Linked DNA regions of Zea mays: region 2 is linked to region 1. The links are chromatin contacts, called in public Hi-C maps. All regions are on one chromosome and are shown on one strand. The core of a region is the stretch at or near the end of the contact, and the rest is flanking DNA. Distances in the headings are between cores, read along the strand shown. Region 1 holds the start of LOC606479 (protein disulfide isomerase 8). Region 2 holds the start of LOC100283156.

Evidence for each region. Hi-C and Micro-C count contacts between places; a contact is called where the count stands out from the background.
Region 2: a Hi-C map of ear shows a contact between it and region 1, with 2.9 times the contacts expected there. The contact joins the promoter of LOC100283156 here to the promoter of LOC606479 in region 1. A contact is called at or near these places in 3 of 25 Hi-C or Micro-C datasets (ear, leaf and tassel).

The regions. Positions count from the first base shown.
Region 1 is chr7:129,801,971-129,805,852 of Zm-B73-REFERENCE-NAM-5.0, reverse strand. It overlaps LOC606479 (protein disulfide isomerase 8), which reads right to left and starts at 2,265. Exons shown (of 9, transcript NM_001112334.2): 1 at 2,093-2,265; 2 at 1,839-1,997; 3 at 706-819. The coding sequence starts at 2,212.
Region 2 is chr7:130,173,417-130,177,602 of Zm-B73-REFERENCE-NAM-5.0, reverse strand. LOC100283156 reads left to right here and starts at 1,317. Exons shown (of 6, transcript NM_001156058.2): 1 at 1,317-2,411; 2 at 2,516-2,584; 3 at 2,668-2,736; 4 at 2,858-2,944; 5 at 3,314-3,381; 6 at 3,476-3,910. The coding sequence starts at 1,635. The coding sequence ends at 3,596.

The DNA of each region.
Region 1 (3,882 bases), core at 1,016-3,515:
AATAGCAGAATACACACAGAATTAGAGCAATGCATTAACTGCCTCGATGCCTACTAAAGAACTTCATCTGTTTGAGGAATTGGTTAGGACAGCCATTTGTTTAAAATGACATAGAGAGAGCAATCAAGAATTCTACCCACAAAACTATTTTCATCCAATATAAAGATATCAGTTGTTTTCATAGCACACTAAGATTCAAAGTCATTCTTATGAGTTACTGAAATCAAATGGTTTGCCAAAAGCGTAGACTGTCTTAAGAAGGGCCTTGACCTGTGAACTGAACACAGAGAACTAGAGGAATGCATTGACTGCCTCAACGCCTAATAGACAAGAAATTTGAATGTTCAAGGCATTAATCAGGTCAGTCATTTGTTTAATAAAAAACATAAACAGCACGATCAAGAATCAAGAACTCAACCACAAAACTACTTTCAGCCTATATATATAACAGTTGTTTTCATAGTACGCTAAGAGCCTAAGATCCAAAGTAATTCTTCTAAGCCACTAAAGCTAAATGTTTTCTGAAAAGCATATTGCATGGGCTTTGCGCAAAGCATGAAATGTGTCCAGTAAAAAGATATAGCAAAAGCATAACTGCATGAGTCATACCTACGACCTAGTATATACTCTAAGTGACTGAAATATAGCCAATGAACAAATAGAAGAAAAATAAAGGCCATCTAAGTAGCATCTGATGCAACAAACCTGTGACAGAGCAAACTCTACAATCGGCTTTACATCTCTTGCTCCTTGATAATCAACTGGAGGTTTACCAGGGGAAAACACCTTAATAGTGGGAAATCCCTTGATTCCATATTCCTGTAAAAAATGCATTCAGAATCAACTAAACTGATAGCGGTGCAAGCACAGATCTATGAAAAGTATGCAAGTCAGACCAAATTTGTGGAGAACTATTTGGGGGAAGTGAAACAAAAAACTTATCAGACTCATAGTATAAAAAGAAGATATCCTGATCTGGGGTCACTTGACCAGAATTAGTTTCAATCATATTGTTTACCCTGAGTTTGTCTGTCTTCTTTGCTGTCCCACAGGGCTTATTGCAGCTGACATTAATTTGTTATGAATATTTTATTGTATGTACGTTTTAGAGGCACATTAGCAATAAGTTATCGTCAAAGCATTAACAAAACTCTTAAACATATGCGCTAAAGGATATAAAATTCTAGTCAATGCAAAATTTTCATCAGATTTATCAACAAATTGCCAATTCAACATGCAAGTTCATAACTAACAGTAACTCAAAAGTCAAAACCACTCACAAACTGCTAAATTATAATAGCTTAACTAAAGAAACCAATACGTAAAGTTTGCTATACAGAAGATGGTTTCATTAATAGTAACGGAACAAGAATTTCACCCCTCCCTCCCTCTTAAAATAACTTTCTGTGAAGAATCGCCATATTTCGTTCTCTTGTCATACAACAGTTACGTATGCATAACAAATATGACATGTGCTCCAACCTCCAACTTATGCACAGTGCTAAATTTTAAACAAATACTAAAAAAATTTAGATGCACTGAATGCCAATAAATTTACCATTCCTAGACCTAAACCACCAGATAAGTGTTGCAATGCACTGCTGAGGATCAGAACAAATTAATAAAACCTGTTCCCATCCCTGGTTTAGCATCTATATATGGAATCCAAGTATTGGTGTGACACTGCACATTAGTCTAGGAAATTATCACCTAATGCGACCAAACTACCGTACAATCGTAGGAAGTGATGCCGAGATCACTCCATTGAACAATCAGGTCAACTCGGACGCCCGTGGACGAATTACATGGGAACAAGGTGAATGAGGAGGCACGCTCACCTGCGCGAGCGCCTGGTGCGCATCGGCATCAAGCGCTGCGACCGTGGCAACGCCCTTGAGCACGCCGGCAGCCTTCTCCCAAGCCGGCGCCAGCTGCTTGCAGTGCCCACACCACGGCGCGAAGAATTCAACCAGCACCACGCCGTTCGAGTTCAGCACCTGCACTAAAGCGAAAGGCGGCACACTGATCAGAGAGAACCTAAAATGGAGGCGCCGATCTGGTTGCTGAAGGGGCAGTGGGAGTCGGGCGAGACCTTCGATTTGAAGTTGTTGGGATTGAGCTGGAGGACGGGGGAACCGGCGGAGTAGAGTGCGGCGGCCGGCGAGGCGGCCGCTGCTACTAGGAGGAGCACCGTGACGACGGCGGGACGCATGACGGAGCCGCGAAGCTTCTGGAAACGGGTGGAGGGATCAAACGGCAGTGACGAGACGACTAGCGATCGGGTTTCGCAGTGGTGCTGCGATTTAAGCCTGCATCCTCGCTAAGAGACGGACGCGTGTGCAGACCAATCGATGCCCTCCACGTCTGTGGTTTGTCCACGTCGGAGTGGCTTCTCTTGCTGGCGCGAGGGCATTGGAGTTGGAGATTGGACCATTGGTCCGGACTGCGGCCTCGGAGCATCTTGTTTGGGGTCTGCACAAAATATGGTCCGAAAGCCTTTTTTGTGTGGAGAATATGGTCCGAAAGTCCTTTTGAAAGAAAGGACGCGAAAAACACATGATGGGCCGGATCGAGCTAAATTACCAAGCGGTCGGCAGTCTCAGCCCAGTAATAGGATCCAAAGTCGCAAAATGGATCGTATGTGTCACAAATTATATTAGAAAAAAGTCTAAATTACTCTCTCACCTATAAACAATATTCATATAACCCCATAAAGTAATTTGTAGTTCATTTTACCCCCTCCACCTATTTGAGTTTGATTAATCTACCCTTTAGTAAAATTTATATTTTTATTTTTTATGTACAAAGTGAGTTTTTAGTTCCATTTTTTTAGCTAATGTCATAACTTAGCCTAGAACATTATATTATGATTTTTAAAATTGTTTTGATAGGTTAGCTATCAAATAAGATCATATTTTTAATGGTACAAAACTGAATATGAAATAATGATAAATTTGTTTAAACATATTTTTGTAACGTAGATAATGTCGTGAATCACCTCAAAAAAATATGAACTTGAAATTTAACTTATACGTAGAGAAATGAAAAAGGAGAATCTTATTAGAGGAAAGATTGAGTAAAATGCAACAATGCTCCTCGAATTTGACACGTTGTGTCACTTGGGTCACCGAAATCGAAAAACCAACGGATCCTCTAACTTAGACGACCCATATACACAACCATCCAAAAACGGGTTTGCTCAAACCGGATGTCGACGTGGCGTGGTCTCCAAACTTAGCATGTCCTGTCACTTGGATCCCCAGATTTAATATATTGTGTCATTTGGGTCCCCAAACTTTGATTAGTGTGCTCAACGTAGCACGCCACGTCGGCATCCAGTTTGAGAAAACCTTATTTCAAACGGTTTTATATGGGCTCACTAAGAGTCTGTTTGTTTGGCTGTGAAAAAAGTTGTTGTGGGCTGTGAGCTGTGAAAAAAGCTGTTGTGGGCTATGAGCTGTTAAAAAGCTAAAACCCGTTTGGTGGAAACCACTAAAAGCCGTTAAAAATTCTTCAATTTATGTTTTCACAGTTCCATCCGAAAACCACTAAAAGTAGGTCAGAGGTGCTTTCATTTTTACATTGCGAGAAAGTCGGCTTTTTAAAAAAGCTGCTTCCTGGATCCAGTCATTTGGTTTGGCTTTTAGGAGGCAAAAGCCAAACCAAACACACCCTAAGTTAGAGAACATGTTTTACTAGCTTTTTGAGTTCGAGGATCCAAATGACACTGCATACCAAGTTTGAGGATCGTTACTGCTTACTCGAGGAACATTTGTTAGGGTTCTGCTCCATCCAATCAAGCCCTAGCCTTCTAGATACTCGAACGCAACGTTTCAGAGCTCGATCGCCATTGTTAGGGTTTGATCTCGCGTTTCGAGTTCG
Region 2 (4,186 bases), core at 68-2,567, 370 kb before region 1:
ATCTGCTTATACAAGTTAAAACAACATTATAATGCTTATGCATTGTGACGTCATATAATCATATTTGATACTTATAAAAAATAAATCTATATTATTCTATTAAGAACTTAATGTAGTCATCTAGTGCTACCACCTGCTCAGAAAATTTGGGGTTAACCACTAGTCACTAGACCACATTTACCTTAGTGTTTAGAAATAAACAATAATTATATTTAAATAAATATCTCAATACCTATTTATATGATATATAACAACCGTAGCAAAGCACGAGTAACTAGCTAGTTTAATATTAAAATGAACATAAGATTCACATGTTAGATATTAAGTTGATAAGAATAAATATTATATTTTATCTTAGCCAAAAGAACGAAAAATATATGAGTTGAAAAGTAGCCTGGCCTTTTTTTATAGCTCGCTCGATTGCTCGTCCTCCTTCAGCTAGCAAGGTGGTACTGTGGGTGCGCTGTGTTGGGTATGACTTCCTGTCGTGTTAGGGTTAGATAGTTTCTCATGACCTATCTATGATGTAACAACCTATTGAGCGTTGCGTTGGGTATGACTTACTGTGGGAGCGCTGCGTTGGGTATGACTTCCTGTCGGAGAAAATGGACAGATATACGTGCTTCACATGTGACATGGTGCTTTAAAAAAGTAGAGATTCAGAAAATACTAGACGATGGGTCAAGAAGTTGTACTTTCTATTGCAAACAAGATGCATGCTTCATAGTAGCTATTTATTTGAAAGCATATTCAAATGTTAATTTGGTCAGATTCCATGTCAATTTCTCGTTATGTATCTTATCCCCAAAATTCACAAGTAAACAAATGTTTGATACACATAGTTAGTTACTACTTGGGCTAAAATTTAGATCGAGTTAACTATAGTTTACTAGCTAGTTGGATAACAACTAATTGAAGATTTAATTAAAAAATTAGCTCACCTCTCATGTTTAGATGTGCTAGAGCTTGTTTTAGTTAATTTTTAACTAGATAGCAAGAAACTCTTATATACTGCCAGCTATGTATTATGAGTGGGTTTTGGTAGTCTTTACAGATATAATCACGGACGAGTTTTTTGCTTCACTCGATCTAAATCCGACTCATTGCCATCCCAGTCTAAGACATTTTAACTTTTTGGACAGTCAAAGAATCTTGGTTTAACTAAAATTATAAGAAGAAATTATGAAGGATTATTTTGACTCCAGAATTTAACTAAAATTATAAAGGTTTATAACATAAAAAGCTATATACTTACTATTTGCGATTGCGACCGATGATGTTACATCAAACAGGATTTCCTAAACCCGAGGGCCTCCATCCCTCCACGTTCTCAGAAAAGTCGTCCACGCGTCTATAAACCACACCAATCTTTTGGCCCTTCGCTTCTCCGTTCTCCCCCAATTCGCCTTCACCTCGCCGCTTCCTCCTTGACCGCCACCGTTGACGTCGTCTTCCGGCGAGGTAGCTCGCCGGAAGACCTCACCTGGACTTTTCCGACGCACCCTCCACACACTCTTTAACCCTCCGGAATGGCCGCCTGCTTCTAGCTCGTCGACGCCCCAATCTCCGCTTGCTTCCTCGACAGCCCCATCCGCCTCTTCTCGCTCTCGCTACGGCTCCTCTGCCTGTTCGCCATGGCGATCCGCATCACCGTCTCCTACTCCGGCTACGTGGCGCAGAACCTCGCCGCGTCGCTCGGCCACCGCTTCTCCTCCGCCTCCGCCTCGGGCAGCCGCCTCCTCCATGACGGCGCCTGGCGCCCCTTCTGCATCTTCACCTCCACCCGCCAGCCCGAGCAGCACCGCGGCAGCGGCAGCGACCGCCATGACGGAGGCGACTACAACCACCCGAAGCCCCAGGCCATCGCCGCCGGAGCTCACTCGTTGCTGCTCACGCGTGCGTGCTTATCGTCCAAGTCGCCGCCGCCGTCTCTTGCCGTGGGGCTGCTCTCGGTGCTTGCGCAGAGGACGGGACCGACGCCTGGAACCACCGGATCGGCGGCTTCTCTCTCAGGCTCGTCGCCGATTTCCCTCGGTTTCAACCCCACCTCCTTCCTCCCGTTCCTGCAGACAGCGAGGTGGCTCCCGTGCAGCGACCTTGCCACCTCGTCGTCTTCGGCACCCTCTTCCCCTCCCCGCTCGCTGGCGCCTTCGGCTCCCCCCAAGAAGGCGTTGATTGGTGCTTCTACTGGTTCTACCGGAATTGCGACGAGCAGTGGTGCTGGTGCAGCGATGAGCAGGAGCAACTGGCTGTCGAGGTGGGTCAGCTCCTGCTCCGATGACGCCAAGACGGCGTTTGCGGCTGTGACCGTGCCACTTCTCTACGGGTCGTCCCTGGCCGAGCCGAAGTCCATCCCGTCCAAGTCCATGTACCCGACCTTCGATGTCGGTGATCGGATACTTGCTGAGAAGGTAGATAGAGCCTTTGCCTGACAGAACATTTTGGTTTTCAGAGATGTACCATGCCGTTTTTATGTTTGTTGTTGTGCATGATCTGGTGTTATTGTGATCTGCAGGTCTCATACATATTCCGGGATCCAGAAATTTCGGACATCGTGATCTTCCGGGCTCCCCCAGGACTTCAGGTGCCATTTCCAGCCTCCCTGGATTGTTTTCTCATACCTGATACGGTGAATGGTGATGTCTGAATCGAACGTTTTCATTGCAGGTTTATGGCTACAGCTCAGGTGATGTGTTCATCAAGAGAGTTGTGGCCAAGGGAGGAGACTATGTTGAAGTAAGCTTTCGTTTCGATGGTAGTGCAGCGATCCTTTTGTTTCGCGCCATTATGCTGCTCGAAACAGCTCGATTCTTTTATGCTTGAGTTGTAACTCTGAAAATCTTGGCTCTTTTAACAGGTGCGTGATGGCAAGCTGTTTGTTAATGGAGTAGTTCAGGATGAGGATTTTGTGCTGGAGCCACACAACTACGAGATGGAACCAGTGGTATGATATATGTTCTATAACATTAGGAACTATGCATTTTGTAGTGTGATTCTGCTTTCATATATTGTTCTTTTTTTACTTAGGTTAGAGACGTTAGACATATTTTCGTTGGAATTCTTGCTTTTGTTAGCGTAAGTAATTGAGATGCTGAACTAAAGTCTCTAGATTGTGCGGTAAAGAAGTATCAGCTGTTGCATTTTCGGTATTTGACTGCTAGTTGAATTGTCGAATGCTTGATAGCCACATAGACTATTCCCTTAGTCATACTGCTTAGCATTCTTGCATTTCTGTAAGCATGATGGTTCATCATGCGGTACCTGGGTGGCTAGGTGTCCTAACGCATTTCATATTTGTTGGTTGTTGCTGCAGCTTGTGCCGGAAGGTTATGTGTTCGTGTTGGGAGACAACCGCAACAACAGCTTTGATTCCCACAACTGGTACGTCGCAAGCTACTGTAATTCGACCTGTTACACTAGAAACGCACAGATATGCGGATATGCCTGAATCGTATTGAATGTCTTGCCGTTGCAGGGGTCCACTTCCAGTGAGGAACATTGTCGGGAGATCTATCCTCCGGTATTGGCCACCATCGAAGATCAATGATACAATTTATGAGCCTGATGTGTCCCGCCTCACGGTGCCGTCCTCGTAGTAGTCGCTGCAGTGATGCTGGATATCCAGTGTGTGTACAATGACCTTATACTTCGTGGAGCCTCATTTGATGAGTTGAGCTCCAGTTCCAATTCTCTCAGAATATTGTCTCCTGAGTGTTCCCTGTAAATTCTCTTTGCCTGACTGATTTGTTTTCGCTGCCGGTTGGCAGATGCTTGTTCAAAGCACGGGAAAGTGCAGTACCTTGCATCTTGCAATACAAACTAATTAAACCGGTTACCCTTTTTTTTTTGTTTTATCGAGATAAACTCTGATTTTAAGAAAGCAATAAGGTTTCGTACATCATGTTATTTCAAAATATTTGTTTGCTAAGGGTTTGTTTGGGAGCAAGTGGATTAAATCCCATTAGCCCCCTTTGGAATGCGCCTGGTATGAGTCATTCGAAATTCCTGCATTTTAAAAGGTCTTATTATTCAAAATTGGCATTCCAAAGGGGTCTTACTATTTAAAATTGAATAGTAAGAAGAATTTAGTCTCCAACCCCTTTGCTTCCAAATATATCCTAAGTGTTGCATGAAATTCTTTTTTTCTAAGGGCTAGGGCTAGTTTGGGAACCTTAATTTTCCAAGG